Linked DNA regions of Mus musculus: region 1 is linked to region 2. Evidence: chromatin contacts called from public HiChIP or PLAC-seq data. All regions are on one chromosome and are shown on one strand. Each heading gives the region's core, a stretch centred on a gene start, on an enhancer-like site or on the middle of the called end of the contact. The rest is flanking DNA. Distances are from core to core; before and after follow the strand shown.

Evidence for each region. HiChIP or PLAC-seq counts read pairs in DNA pulled down with a chosen protein or histone mark.
Region 1: a contact with region 2 is called in a FOXA1 HiChIP or PLAC-seq map of pancreatic cancer cells. The contact joins two enhancer-like sites. A contact is called at or near these places in 4 of 39 promoter capture datasets (frontonasal cranial neural crest, hematopoietic stem and progenitor cells, hippocampal neurons and 1 more), 1 of 15 datasets of contacts at CTCF or cohesin (the NIH/3T3 cell line), 1 of 115 datasets of contacts at active chromatin or transcription factors (pancreatic cancer cells) and 3 of 9 other capture datasets (adipose tissue, liver and pancreatic islet).

The regions. Positions count from the first base shown.
Region 1 is chr12:73,323,513-73,330,915 of GRCm38.p6, forward strand. Slc38a6 (solute carrier family 38, member 6) reads left to right here. Exons shown (of 16, transcript NM_001037717.3): 6 at 6,468-6,546. Among named protein-coding and RNA genes, the nearest start is that of Slc38a6, 40 kb to the left of the region's middle. Within about 2 kb of position 1,424, at least 95 of the 459 cell types and tissues checked have an H3K27ac peak or open chromatin away from gene starts, as enhancers often do. A contact at or near this core is called in the NIH/3T3 cell line and pancreatic cancer cells, where this site is marked.
Region 2 is chr12:73,084,438-73,091,047 of GRCm38.p6, forward strand. No RefSeq gene overlaps it. Among named protein-coding and RNA genes, the nearest start is that of Six4, 26 kb to the right of the region's middle. Within about 2 kb of position 4,649, at least 40 of the 459 cell types and tissues checked have an H3K27ac peak or open chromatin away from gene starts, as enhancers often do. A contact at or near this core is called in the NIH/3T3 cell line and pancreatic cancer cells, where this site is marked.

The DNA.
Region 1 (7,403 bases), core at 174-2,673, 240 kb after region 2:
ACACTGTCCACAGTCCTGGGGTGGCTCTTTCAGCCACAGTTAAACTTGTCTCCCAGGAGTTCTAGATCCTGTCAAGTTGACAAATGTTGTTAGCCATTACACCCAGCTTCTCGCTCTCTTTTTAAGTTAAAGACTTTTCACAAAATATATGTCATGCATATCTCCTGTGGCCCCAACTTCTGTTCTGTGCTATGTAATGTTTAAACATCTTCACCTTCTTGTTTTAATCCCTAACACTAAAAGGAAAAACAAGAGCAAAATGATCATAAATTCATAAATTACATTTGACTACTTATTCTGTGGGTCTTTGGTGAAGGCCTGGTTTATTCCCTTACCATAGTCATAAACAAACAGGCACTCACGCTGACCACAGGCACCAGTGTGACTTACCAAAGTGACTGTGGTAGGGGCTTCCTTCCAATAACCTGTGAAAATGCCAATTATGACATTTAGGGCTCTTAAGGTTTTAGAGTTATTGGCCTTTAGAACATGGAGAGCCATAAGAAAATGATCTGGTCTCTCAGCAGTGATTTGGAGCCTGAATGAGGCGAGGACCAGCTGTAGCTCTCTGTGTCCCCTGCCTTCAGCAGAGCTAGCGTTTGCTGTGAGAAAGTTTCTGCTGGGCCAGAGGGAGAAAGGAGCCATCCTAGAGCGTTAATGTTGAATGTTGTTGCTGGCAAGAGAATGCGAGTGCTGGGTTTGAACTTACTGAAGTACCTTCTAAGAGGACCGAGTAGTGTGGTGGGAAGGCCAGCTGTTCTCACAGCGCCTGCTGTTTCATTACTCACTCTTCCCACCATCTGAAAAATAGTCAGTTTCACATGAAATTAAACTTCTGTGGTAGACCATTCCGTAGGCGGCACTGTCACTGGAAATCAAACAGCAAACCTCCCCTCAGCTCAGTTACGCCAAGGAAAGTCCTACTCACTCTTGGAAGTCCACGGCTAAAGCAGAGCCACTTAATGTTCCTAATTCACACATCTTGCTCAACTCACAACATTTCCATGAGTGGCTCTGAGCAGCGGGCCAACTTCCTCTACTTCTATAATATGTGAGTCTTCATGGCTTAGCTCCTAGGGCCTCACAGAAGATTAACCATTGACTCGCTGTACGTTGTCAGGAGAAACCTAGCTTCACGGGAACCTCCCGAAATGGCTAGGATGGCCCAAGTTTTCCGGACTGGAAAGTCTGGCACCGAATCCACAGACGTTAGCAGCCTTGATTAATGCCTCAGTTCGGGCTATTAGGTGTGGGAGAACCACAGCTGCCTATGCACTAAGATAGCTCAGAGTCTGCATCTTACAGACAAGACCCAGCAAACAACCACAGTCCATGATGAAATGTTAGACAGCTTATATTGTGTTCTTCCTCTTCTTATGACTGTGAAGGAGGAGCCCAGGGTAGTGATACAGGGACAGGTCTGGCCTGTCCCTCAGGAGCTGGGCTTGGAAGTGCTGCTACACCACCATCTGCTGGTCAGGCACACTGCAGCTTTGTGGTTGGTTGGTTGTTTTGTTTTGTTTTGCTTTAAAACCTGAACAGTATTATCTCCAAATTCTAGAAAATATTGCAAAAGTCTAGAAGTATGGGAAATTTGAGAGGAGTCCCTTTTCACAAGTCAGAGGCCTAAACAAACAGAGGCACTATGGCATTTGCCTTGACAAAATTTAGTAGTAACATCATTTCAAAAGCAGTGCATTAGCAGTTATTTCAGTTGACGTTTGATAACAAGATTTTAAAAATAGATGACTCTGTGTGTGTGTGTGTGTGTGTGTGTGTGTGTGTGTGTGTGTGTGTGTCTGAGGATTGCATGCAGGCTAAGCAGGCTTTTCCCCTAGCCCTCCTTTCCCTTCTGTTAGAGACAAGCAGGCCTTGAACTTCTTGATCCTCTGATATCAGCCCCGAGTCACTGGAATTCTAGAGCCTAGCCACTAGGCCTGCTTCTCTGGTCCTGCTTAGGTTTAGGGTCTTAACAAACTGTAAAATAAGGGCTCTTTTAGGACAGTGAAGTAACATTTTCCACCATGTGAAATTTTTTCCAGTTTTGCACAACTTAGGGAAATTACATTGTTTTATAGAGATTTTGAGGGAAAAAAAAAAGGATTCTTCTTAAGAAAGAGACTGATACAGTTTGAGTGGGTCTAAAATTTCCATGCATTTAGAAATCTAGTGGAAACACCAGGTTAATGAGCCATCTTGAATACAGTAGTTATTATCCATGACTAAAGACAAACCATGGAAAGACAAACCATAGTGCCTCTGTTTGTTTAGGCCTCTGACTAACCTCTGAGCGTTGCTGGGCTCCCCACCCCCAACCCCGCGAGTGCTGAGAACCCAGTGCTATTTTTAAAATAGCTGAATGTCATCCCAGCTTCATGCATGTTCTCCTAAGTGCCTGACAACATGACTGATTGTCTTTTAGACAAATGATTGTTTAGACCCAAACTCAGTCAAGTCTTTTCTTTCTTAAAGTTATGTGGTTAACTAATGACAAACGGAGAAATATCTCAGGTTGCTTGGGGAGCGCTAGTTCTAAAGCTTAGAGACACAGGGGAAGGGGATTGCTTTTTGTCTTTTCTTTCAGGTTTCAGTGATGTGTTAAATCTCTGATACATGCAAATAGGAGACTTTCTCTTTGCAGCTCTGCCTCTACTGACATGCAACTAAATAATGACAGCAGATACTATGAAGTCCTGGCATGAAGCTCATGAATTTTGAGCCAGTTACTCCAACAAACGGGCTACAGCCCCAAATGGACTCCATTAACAAAGCAGGATGTCTCCAGTGTGGTGCAAAACTTTGATCTTCATTAGAGAGATGGTTATTTTCTTTGAGCCCAGCTGATGAACTCAGCAGCCAAAAGCTGTTTGTTGCTTAAATGCTGATAAAAATAAATAAAGGCTTCATTCTAGAGAGGGCCCTTTGACAGAGTTTTCTTATTTTTCTTGGCTTTGGCTGATGGCTTCCCCCACCTGCCCAGGGCAAACTAGCTTGTAATAGAGCGAGCCCCTCAAGTCAGACCAACTGTTTGCACCAGCACCCACGTAGCAAATGTGTGCACAGGACTCCCAATCTCTGTGGGCGAAATCATGGCTTCCTGGCAGGTCAGTATGAAAAAGGTGTGCAAAGAACTTCCTATCACTTAGAATGTAGCCAAGCATGGAAGATGCTTGCTGTGCTCAGTGTGAGCAGTGTCCTCATTCTCTAGCCTTGCTCCTCTGTGTCCAAACTCATGACTCCCATGACCTCAGGCAGTAGTGAGACTTTTCTACCTGCTGTTGCCTGACCAGACGTCTCTGTCTCAGTGCTTTCCTGATGGAACCATCGCTTTTCCATGTGATTTTTCAATTCCTGTGTCTTGACTAGGTTGACAGCATTCTTCATTTTCTTTCCAGCATAGTTTCATTCAAAACAAAGGGGAAAGAATACCTATTCGGCTAATGTGGTGAAACTAACTGATTTGTAATGGCTGATAACTGTCGTCCAGGTGTATCTTAGACACGGATCTTGGCTCTGGTGTTAAGGAGGCCAGAACTGTTTGCCTGTAACTGTGGTCCTTGTGGATGACGCTGGTCAGCCATTAATTTGGAGGAAGCATGTTGTATTAGGAGTCTGTACCATGGAGAGATTCCAGCAAAAATCATTTACAAATTTTTGCTTATGGCCTGTCTCTCCAAGATGTCTTAAGCATTTCCTTATGCCATTAATAGAAGACATGGGACAAAAGACAAGGCAACCAGCTTTTCAACCTAGTGACCTTCTGGTTAAAAACAGTGGATATATGAGCTTTTCCGCTGATAATATTTTTCTAAACCTTTCTCAGCTTACTTTATTGACTGGATCTTTTGATGTGGCTGTCTGTAATTAAGGTGTATTTCTAGTGTATCTGAATCTTTTGTTCTCAGTATTGTGTATTATATGTTAAGGTGTTAGTACTTACATGAAAATTTATTTGTGGTTAAGAAAAAGTAGCTTTAACAGTGAGATTTCTTTGTTTTACTTGCTCAACCAGTGGGATTTTCCCCACGGTAGACTCTGTGGTTTTGTAGCTCTTAAAACACACCAGCATTCTCCAAGGAAGAAGCAGGGTTTTACATCTTTTATTATACTCGTGTATACTGAGAGGCCTTTTTTAAAAAAACAGAAACATATGTTTAGTGAGTTCGTATTTCTTAAAATCCACATGGCTCTTCAGACTGGAATCTGTTGACACAGGACTCCCATTTGAACAGCAGGGTGAAGGCTTCAGGACAGAAGTGATGGAGTGATTAGCCAGAGGCTAATAGAATCCTGGGAAGAATGGCAGATTGTATATGGGAAGAAATACAATCTCACGCTCATTGTAGCTTTTTTACAATTAAAGATCAAAAAAAATAGAAAATTACTGGAAGCGATGGATGTCTGAAACTTTAGAGATGCAGATGGTGTTGGATGAGTCCCAGCCGAAGGCCCGATGCTCAGATGATAAAAGTGTTGGGTCGGAAGTCGTTCTGCGGGCCTTGTTCTGTTGCATCCCTTTTCTGAATGTACTTTTGTCTCTTTACCCCTCCTCCTCTCTCAAGATACATTTAAGGAGTTTCTAAGCCAATCGCAAAACCTCTGCATCACATCATGTACATATAGTTAGTTCTCTGGAAAACAAACTACCGTGATGACTCCAAACCCTTGAGCAAGGAGGTAAGCATCAGCCTTCCTCTGTCCTGTGCCCAGCTCATGGTGTCTCTCCTGAGAAAGTATAACAAGCGAGAAGACATTTCTATATCCATAGACATTTCTTACAGGAGCCATAGCTAAGGGCTTGTACGCATGTCTCGATGGCTCTCGGTGAGCAGCCATGTTTCTTCTGGAGAAAAAGAAACAGTCATAAATTACAAGACACTGGTGCATGTTTTCATCGCAAGTGATCGTTACTTGCCTGTTCTAAAATTAACTTTACCATAAGTACCTGCTATTTAAAAAAAACAAAAACAAACAAACAAACAAACAAAAACCGTGTTGTCATGTAATTATTTCTTGTCCTGCAAGCTGACATGTGTCATTATTCTTCAGAGTTAAATTATTGCAGCATCATACCTGCAGGGCTCAGCTACTCTCCAACAGCTTGCCTGGAAAATGCACTGTTCTTAAACTGTGCATCCTCTCATCCAACTTCCTCCAGGCCTCCATTGTTCAGACTTGGCATTCACTGGTGTTCTTAGTTTTTATAAGGCCAAAGAGAAAGTGGAATGTTTCCTGAAATATAAATAAGTAATAAAAGCAGTGTGCACATAGAATACACTCTTCATTCTTCAAGGGTGGTTTTTTTCATTGGCTCTTTAAAAAAAAATGTGTGTGTGTGTGAGTGTGTGTGATATCAATCTGTGGGGAAAAGATTGTTAAACTGAAGGTATGACTCCGGATCATCTGGGTTTCCAGAGAGCTGAGTAAGTTTCCCCTTCTGTATTTGCCTAAGTGAGTTCTATGTTCCATGGCCATATTCATGATGGAAACTTTACAGGGGTGTGTGTGTGTGTGTGTGTGTGTGTGTGTGTGTGTGTAGGACAGAAGAGGGTATCAGATTCCTGGAGCTGGAGCTACAGCTAGTTAAGAGCCGCCCAGCAGTTCTGGGAGCCAACCACTGAGCATCTCTTCCAGCACCAGAATGACCGTGTATTTTCATAACCATGTAAGGAACAGTACCATTGTTATATGATAGACAAGCCAGCTATTTCTCATACGCTACCAGATAAAATCCAGATACAATGCTTCCTTTGGTTGCTAACACACACAGGGCATGGATATGAAGCTCTGGAGCCTCAGCAGGCTGTATGGAGCCGTGAATCAGAGAACAGCCTTATATAATATAAAGTTCCTGTTTATTCTGCTTATGTTTTATAATATGTAGCAGAGAGAGGAAGAGAACGAGGGACCTGGACTTCTGAGTGTGACCTTTCTTCCTAGTTAAAATTAAAAAAAAAAAACAAGTGATAAGTTATTAATATTACTTGTTTTGTGTTTTTTTTTTCCTTGTTTTCCGAGACAGGGTTTTTCTGTGTATCCCTGGCTGTCCTGGAACTCACTTTGTAGACCAGGCTGGCCTCGAACTCAGAAATCTGCCTGTCTCTGCCTCCCGAGTGCTGGGATTAAAGGCGTGCGCCACCACGCCTGGCTTCATGTTTGTTATTAAATTAACTTTTTGTACATTGGACAGAGGAGACAATGCAAAAGGGAGTTTTTGCAAAGCTTTATAAATGGCCTATTACAAAGTGCCCGGTTCTAACAAAGGTTATATGATAAACTTGCCGATTCTTCTCTACAGAGCCATTTACCTTGCTTTCTGCTGTCTGTGTGTTTGGGATAGTTCATTGTAAGTTATCTTCTATATGCTGCCCAAGAGCCAACAGACATATGTGTTCCTGGATAGATTACTCTTCGAATCTATTTGAATGGCTTAATTGTAATAGGAATTCTCTTTGTTCTTTTTGCAGCTATGTCATCTTATCTTTTAATTATTAAAACAGAGCTTCCTGCTGCTATTTCAGAATTTTTACCTAGTGACCACAGTGGGTAAGAAAAAATGTTCCATTGTATCTGTCCATCCACCAGCCTGCCCATTCATAATCTATTCATTCATTTGTCCATTGTGCTTTGACTAAAACCTAGTGTCGAGGGAGGGAGAGCAATGTAGTGCTTAGCCTCAGGATGCTTACAGGGTTTGTGGAGTGGAGCAGTCATAGAGGAAACACTGTCCACATGTCTGCACATGTCTGCTGATGACCCACCGTGTTGAGCACTGTGCTGCCAACCACAGCAGCCCCGGGCCTTGTGCTCCGTGAAGGTAAAGGCCAAGTCAAGTCTGAATTAGCTCTTAGAGCAAAGTAAAGAAGCCTTCTAGGGTATGAAACTGGAGGAGATTAGGGGAAGCCTCAGGATCTCAACGTGGGAGTGACATGGAGTGATCTCTGCTGTCACCCTCTCAGCAAGGCGTTGTGACAAAGAATATGATGGTTGCAGCCACTGTGGGAGGTTCATATTAGACAGCATAAAGAACTACGGGTGAAGTCTTGTGCTACTTTGCCTTCCTTAATATTGTGAAAGAGCTGCACCACGCATACTGCTTTCTCCTTTAAACACAGACTCCTACATAGTATGTTCGTTGCCTTAGCTCTTTTTATGGGTAAGGAACACATTCATTATACTTTTCTTTTTGATATCTAGAACAAGACTTCCTTTTTTTCCCTAGAAAAATAAGCTCAGGTTAAGCCTGCTAGTTGTCCAGTTTTCAAACCATAACAAAGGACTGCCCTGTTTCTAGACTGGAGTATTTGGTTGGTTTTCCCCAATAATTAAACTTATCTGGAACGCAGGGGAAAACTTCAGACTTGAGTTTTCAGCTTAGAGAAGTTGACTTCCCTTGAAGAAGC
Region 2 (6,610 bases), core at 3,399-5,898:
GCCTTATACATGTTTGAAGGATGGGAATATTTAAAAGAGATTTAAAATCTATTATTTTAATGCATTTACTTTTGGTTTTATTTTATTCATTTATTATGCAGCATCTCACTATGTGACCCCGGTTAGTGTGGAACTCACTTATGTCTTAAACCAGACTGGTCTCAAACTCACAGAGATCCACTTGACTGTACCTTCCCTGTGCTAGGACTAAAGGCACACTTCACCACACCTGGAAAAATATATTACTGTACATGTCTCTATAAGTTGCTTTCTATGAGCATAGACATGACTGTCACTGGGGCTGTGCTGTATTTTGTTTAGCAATACTGTATGCTTAATACTCTATTTTTCCTTATTTAGTTTTCATAACAGAGCATGAAAAAGGTGACAGATAATTAAAGGATAACCTGCCTCCCACCAAGTCCCAAGTGGAGTATTGGGCTGAAGGTTAGGTCTACAGAGGACAGACCTAAAACCCAGGAGGCTATGTGTGAACACATGCACACTGATACAGACACACACACACACACAGACAGACACAGCAGTACACACACAGGCATACAGGCACAGGGCCTTCAATATGCTAAGAAATATGGTGCTACTGAGCGGCATACATTACCAGCACAATGTTTGCTAATCCAATTTTAGTAAATCTTTAAAACAGAAAAAGTCTAAATGTAGAGGCAGGTGGATTTCTGAGTTCGAGGCCAGCCTGGTCTACAGAGTTCCAGGACAGCCAGGGCTACACAGAAAAACCCTGTCTCAAAAAACAAAAAAAAAAAGTCTAAATGTATGATGTCTTGGTTACTTTTCTATTGCTGTGAAGAGACACTATCTATAATCAAGATAATTTATAGAAGAAAGAGTTTATTGGGGCTCACCGTTCCAGAGGACTAGAGTCATGGCCATCATGGTGGGAGGCATGGCAGCAATCAGGGCAAGCATGACACTGGAGCAAAAGTTGAGAGCTTACACAGCGTTTAAACACATGAAGCAGAGGGACTCCAGGGTGGGAGAATGGGCTTGGGGGTGGGTTGGTGGGGGACACACAAGGAATGGCATGATGGGCTTTTGAAATCCCAAAGTTCACTCCCAGTGACCCACTTTCTCCAGTAAAACTACAGCTCCTCATCTTTCAAATAGTTCCAACAACTGGGGACCAAGTATTCAAATTCATGAGCCTGTGGAGACCAATCTCATTCAACTCACTGTAGATGATTTTGGGGTCTACTAATTGCTAGCTCTAACAGTGTGCCTGTTTTTACTCTCTCGTTAGGTTGGATAACTACAAATACTTATTAAATCTGATCCTACAATTTTAGTGGTAGAACTCACAAAACATTTTAGCGTGTTCAAATCTTTTGGGTTCTCTGAGAACTTAAGGGTGTGTACAATCTTGGACCACAGCATTATTCAGTACTGGGAGTTCTGGGAGAGCTCAATCAGTCGGGTGAGGTAGCTCCCCTCCTCACCTGTGTGGGTGTGTGCTGGAAGTCTCCGGAGGTCCGGAGATCTGTAAGACTAAAGGGTCTCCAGCCGAATACCCTTAAGCACAGTCAATCCTCTGCAAACAACAATCTCCTACAGGCATATTCTGCGGGCTCCTTGGTTCTCTAGAGTCTCTGGAGAAGTAGTCATAGTCATGCAAATGATTAGATCAGCAGGGGCTCCAGCAGAAAGTGCTGTTGCAGGATCTCTTGTGAGTCCCCACCCTTGCTTTGCTCCGCTGGACTTCAAAAAGATCAGGTAGCTGGAAAATGAGTAAATTTGCATAAACACTGGAAAACCAAACCAACCAAACAACAACATAAAAACCCTTTTCCTATGATTCAATATATTTCTAAAGGACCTAGACCATCTTGACTGAGGGATGAACAAACGGCCAGCAAGGACATCAACTGTCCCATGTAGAGTCACCTCCTGATGCCCCCCACCCCCCAGGTGAGAGAACGTGACCCGAGGGCATAATTGAGATTGGGTGTCACCTCTAGACTTTGTCACCTTGAGCAGACAGAGGTAAAGGAATTCTACCAGTGCCCAGGCCTGCAGTGTGCTGGATGCAACGTTCAAAGGTGTGCCTCATCCTTTCCTAGTTTAACAACTTTAAGAAGAAATAAACTGGGGACAGAGAGGTGGTTTAGTGATTAAGAGCACTGGCTCCTCTTTTAGAGAACCTGGATTCAATTCCCAGCACCCACATGGCAGGTTCACAACTGTCTGTAACTCCTTCCCTGACCGTCTTCTGTCCTCTATGGGCACGAGGCACCAGAGTGTATGTGTAAGGTACACATACATATATATATCAAAACATTCTTACACATAAGAGCCAATTTTTACAAAGACTTTTTTTTTTTAATTTAAAGCTAGGTATGGTGGCACACATTTTTAATCCCAGCATTCAGGGGCAGAAACAGGTGGATCTCTAAGTCTTTGAGCTTAGCCCAGACTACATAGCAAGTTCCAGCTCCTAAGGCTACGAAGCAAGACCTTGTCTCAGACATACGTTTTTTAAACCTTAAAGAGGAGCAATATTTTAATACGCATTCCAATAGTTCCCAAGTATGCTAATGACCCTAAGTTGCTGGGTTTGGCTTTACGCTGACATATGTTTTGAATTAAATTTTTACTTTCAGTGAAAATGCTTAATTTGAGGATATCTTAAGCAAACTAAGATTTATTTTTGAACTCAATTGGCTTTGCCAAAGATCATTCCAATTTTGGAATCACTAGTCCCCACCATTTTGTCAAAACTGTTTGTGTTTGCTCTATAGGAACCCAAGGACGCACCTTTTCCAGCCCTCGTGCCGGACAAGGTGCTTTTGTTAGAAGTGTCTAGGCTGAAAGAGTTGCCCCAGGCAGAGCATGCTCAAGTCCCGGCTTCAGTACACAGTACAGCAGAAAGACCCACCAAGACTGTCCTGTGAAACAGGCTGAGGCAGGAGGATGGAGAGCTGGAGGCCAGCGTGGGCTACGTAAGACCCCACATTAAACAAAATAAAACAAAAGGAAAGACTATATCAAGTAGTTCCGGAAACTTTGGTAGAATATTCTTGACCTTTTATTTTCCATGTTCGAATGTTGGTGTGTATTTGTGTTTGTATGTATGTAATTACACATGTGGGAGTGTGCACGCATGTGCAGAGCATGTGGAGGTCTGAGGTTGGAATCACCTTTGTCACTCTTCCATCTTAGACAGTCACTACATCTAACCCAGAGCTCACAGAGATAGCTAATTACTCTAGCCAGCTTGCTCAGGGATACCGTCTCCATCTTGCAAGGGTGGAATCACATGGCATTTCTGTGGGCTCTGGGGATCTGAACTGCAGCCCTCACCCTTGCAAAGCAAGCACTTTAAACACTAGGCCATCTCCCCACCCTTCTTGACTTTTAGGCCAGCTCTTTTCACCCTCTGACACATGCGGATGATCCCTAGGGAAGTGTTTCTGGACTGAAGAGTGCCCTAGGAGGTGGGAGATAGAGGTTCAAATCTTGGAGCTTCTACTCATCTTTGGAATGAGTCAGGAATCAGAATTCTGAATTTTAGTCTGAGTGTTCAACTATGCAATGGGAGGAGACGACAGAGACCTTGCAGAGTTTTTGGAATTTAATGAGCGACAATGTAAAAATTTCTACTACTTAAGTATTAGCATGAGATATACTCTGGTTCTTCTGATCCATCCTGACTTTGGCAAATTAGAATATAATTTACCACTAGCTTCCTTAAGACCACATCAAGAGTTTATCATAGAGTTGAAGAATCTATGTCAACAGAAACAAATTGTGCAGCAGCCTCTCTGCACAGCGTGGGATGATAAAACAAAACACCTTCAGACAACAGATGGATAGATGGGTTCCGATTCCTTGCTGCTACTGCTATAAAAAAGCTTGCCTTCCATTCTTCTTCTTCTTTTTTTTTTTTTTTTTTTTTTTTTTTTTCTGTTTTCTTGAGACAGGGTTTCTCTGTGTAGCCCTGGCTGTTCCACTCTGTAGACCAGGCTGGCCTCCAACTCAGAGATCTGCCTGTTTCTGCCTGAGTGCTGGGAATAAAGATGTGTGCCTCCACTACCTGCCTTGCCTTCCATTAACTCATGGAACAAATACTTATGGAACATCTGCTACGGACCAGGATGCATTCTAACCCTGGAGGAAATACTTATTAAACAAAGGAAGCAGTCCGTGCTCCTGACAGAGGGCTACACTCTGCAGCATTAATGACAAAGCGGGCACAAGGGGGAAGGACGTAGAACACTCAAGCAAAAGGCTATGTTGGCATGGGCCTGTTACACAAACACACAGAGGGGGGAGGAGGAAGGGAGAGAGAGAGGGAGAACACATGTTCTGTAATTCCATTCATATGAGATTCCTAGAATAGTCAAGACGCTGCTGAGACAAAGAGTCAAAAAGGTGCTGGAATAGGAAGTGAAAGCTTAGAATTTTCAAAACTTAATGTAATAAGGGTTCTCAAATGCTTCAACTCTCCTTCTAGCCCACAGTCCAAAGGTAGGGGAGAAAAGATGGTAAATAGGACAAGGGGATGTGGAGCTATTTAGAAGTGGTTCTTTGTGAATGTCATCTCCTTTTGTCAGGATACCGGCAGTTCAGTTCAAGAGTCACCAAACCCAAATCAGCAATGGCAGCATGATTCAGCATGATTCAGCAGAAACCACCTGGCCTCCAGCTGCAGTGCTAGTTCTCTGCCAGACCTTTCTCAACGAAGTGAAGATCAGCAAAGAGGAGAAACCAAGGAAGAGCTGCATAGATCACTATGCACGCTCCCCCCCCCCCCCCCCCCGTCACTGTCTGTAGGGCCCTACTTATACTCTCTCCAAATGTCACTTGTTTTTCCGTGGGTCTTGCCTCAGCAAAACATCACGAGTCTGTATCATATGACATAATCAGAAAAAAATATATATATACATATATATGTATATGTAAGTGTGTATATATATATCCACATACATATATATATACATATATATATATATGCAAAGGATATCAAGATTGTTATAGTTCTGGAGAGTGCTTACAGGACACTGTGAATGCACGCAATACTACTAAACACCATATATATGTTATATATCCACAGACAAACATATATACTACAGACCATATATATGTTATTTATACACATACAAACATATATACTAAACACCAAATATGTGCTCTGGCTCTGAGCTATATTCCCACATATTTCCAGCCCCAAAACTGTGCATTGGTTTGGTTTGTTCTTTGAGACAGGGGGTTTGTCTGTCTGTTTGTTTGTTTTAAAATGGTTTATTTATTATTTTGTGCATTGGTGTTTTGCCTGTATGTTTATCTGTCTGAGAGTGCTAAATTCCTGGAACCAGCATTACAGACAGTTGTGAGCTGCCAAAGAATTGAACCTGGGTGCTGGGAATTAAACCTGGGTCCTCTGGAAGAGCAGCTAGTGCTCTTAAGCCATCTCTCCAGACCCAGATTGATTTTTTTTTTTATTAATGTGTTGTCTTTTGCCTGAGTGAGTGTGTGTGTGTGTGTGTGTGTGTGTGTGTGCATGTGTGTGCCATGTGTGAGCCTGATTCCAATGGAGGTCAGAAAAGAGCAGTGGGTACTCTGAAACTAAGAATCACAGATTGTTATGAATCACCACGTGGTGCTGGAAATTGAACCTGGGTCCTTTGCAAGATCAACAACTGCTTTAATCTCTGAGCCATCTCTCCAGACCAGACCCAGGGTCTTAACACTGCAGCCTACATTGGCCTGGGACTCAGTATGGCGTCTAGATTAGTCTCAAACTTGTGGCAATCCTCTTGCCTCTGGTTCCTGAATGCCTAGGCTACAGGTATGAACCATGCCTGATTAAACATCACATTTGTTTAGATTTATTTATTTTATGTATATGAATGTATCATTTGCATTTATGTATGTGTGTCATATACAAGCCTGGTGCCAACTGAGGTCAGATGAAGGCATCAGATTCTCTGTAACTGCAGTTATGGATAGTGGTGTGTCATCATGTGGATGCTGGGAATTGAACCCAGGTCCTCTGCAAGGACAGCAAATGTCTTTTAACTGTCACACTATCTCTCCAGCTGTGAGTTGTATTTTCTAAAAAGGTTACAATAGTACATTTTATGTTGTATTTATTTTACCACAATTGAAAACAAAGAAGACCGGATGGCCTTCCTCCTCACATATATGTAATTACATATATACACATAAAATAATCTCTTTACTTCTTTTATGTCTGTATGTGTGTGGGTGTGTGTGTGGGGGGGGGGGGTGCCACAGTATGAAAGTGGAGCATCTCTCCACCCTGTGGGCTCTGAGGATTGAACTCAAATCGCCAAGCTTGGTGGCAAGTGCTTTAATCTGCTGAGCCATTTTTCCAGCCCCAGCTTTCTATAATTGCACAACCTAACTTTTATACTGTGACAGTAGCTGGCTTGTTGCACTTAGGAACGTGTAACAAGTCTACTCCACTGTGGCTTGGGGCCTAGTCTCACGCCTTCTCAGAAAGTAATGAATTAAATCGTAAGAAAGGAGGGCACATTATCTAATCTTCCTTTTCTTCAAAGCTTGAATTGTGATTATCAAGGTGTCTAGTGGTATATACAAAATGTGACTAAGG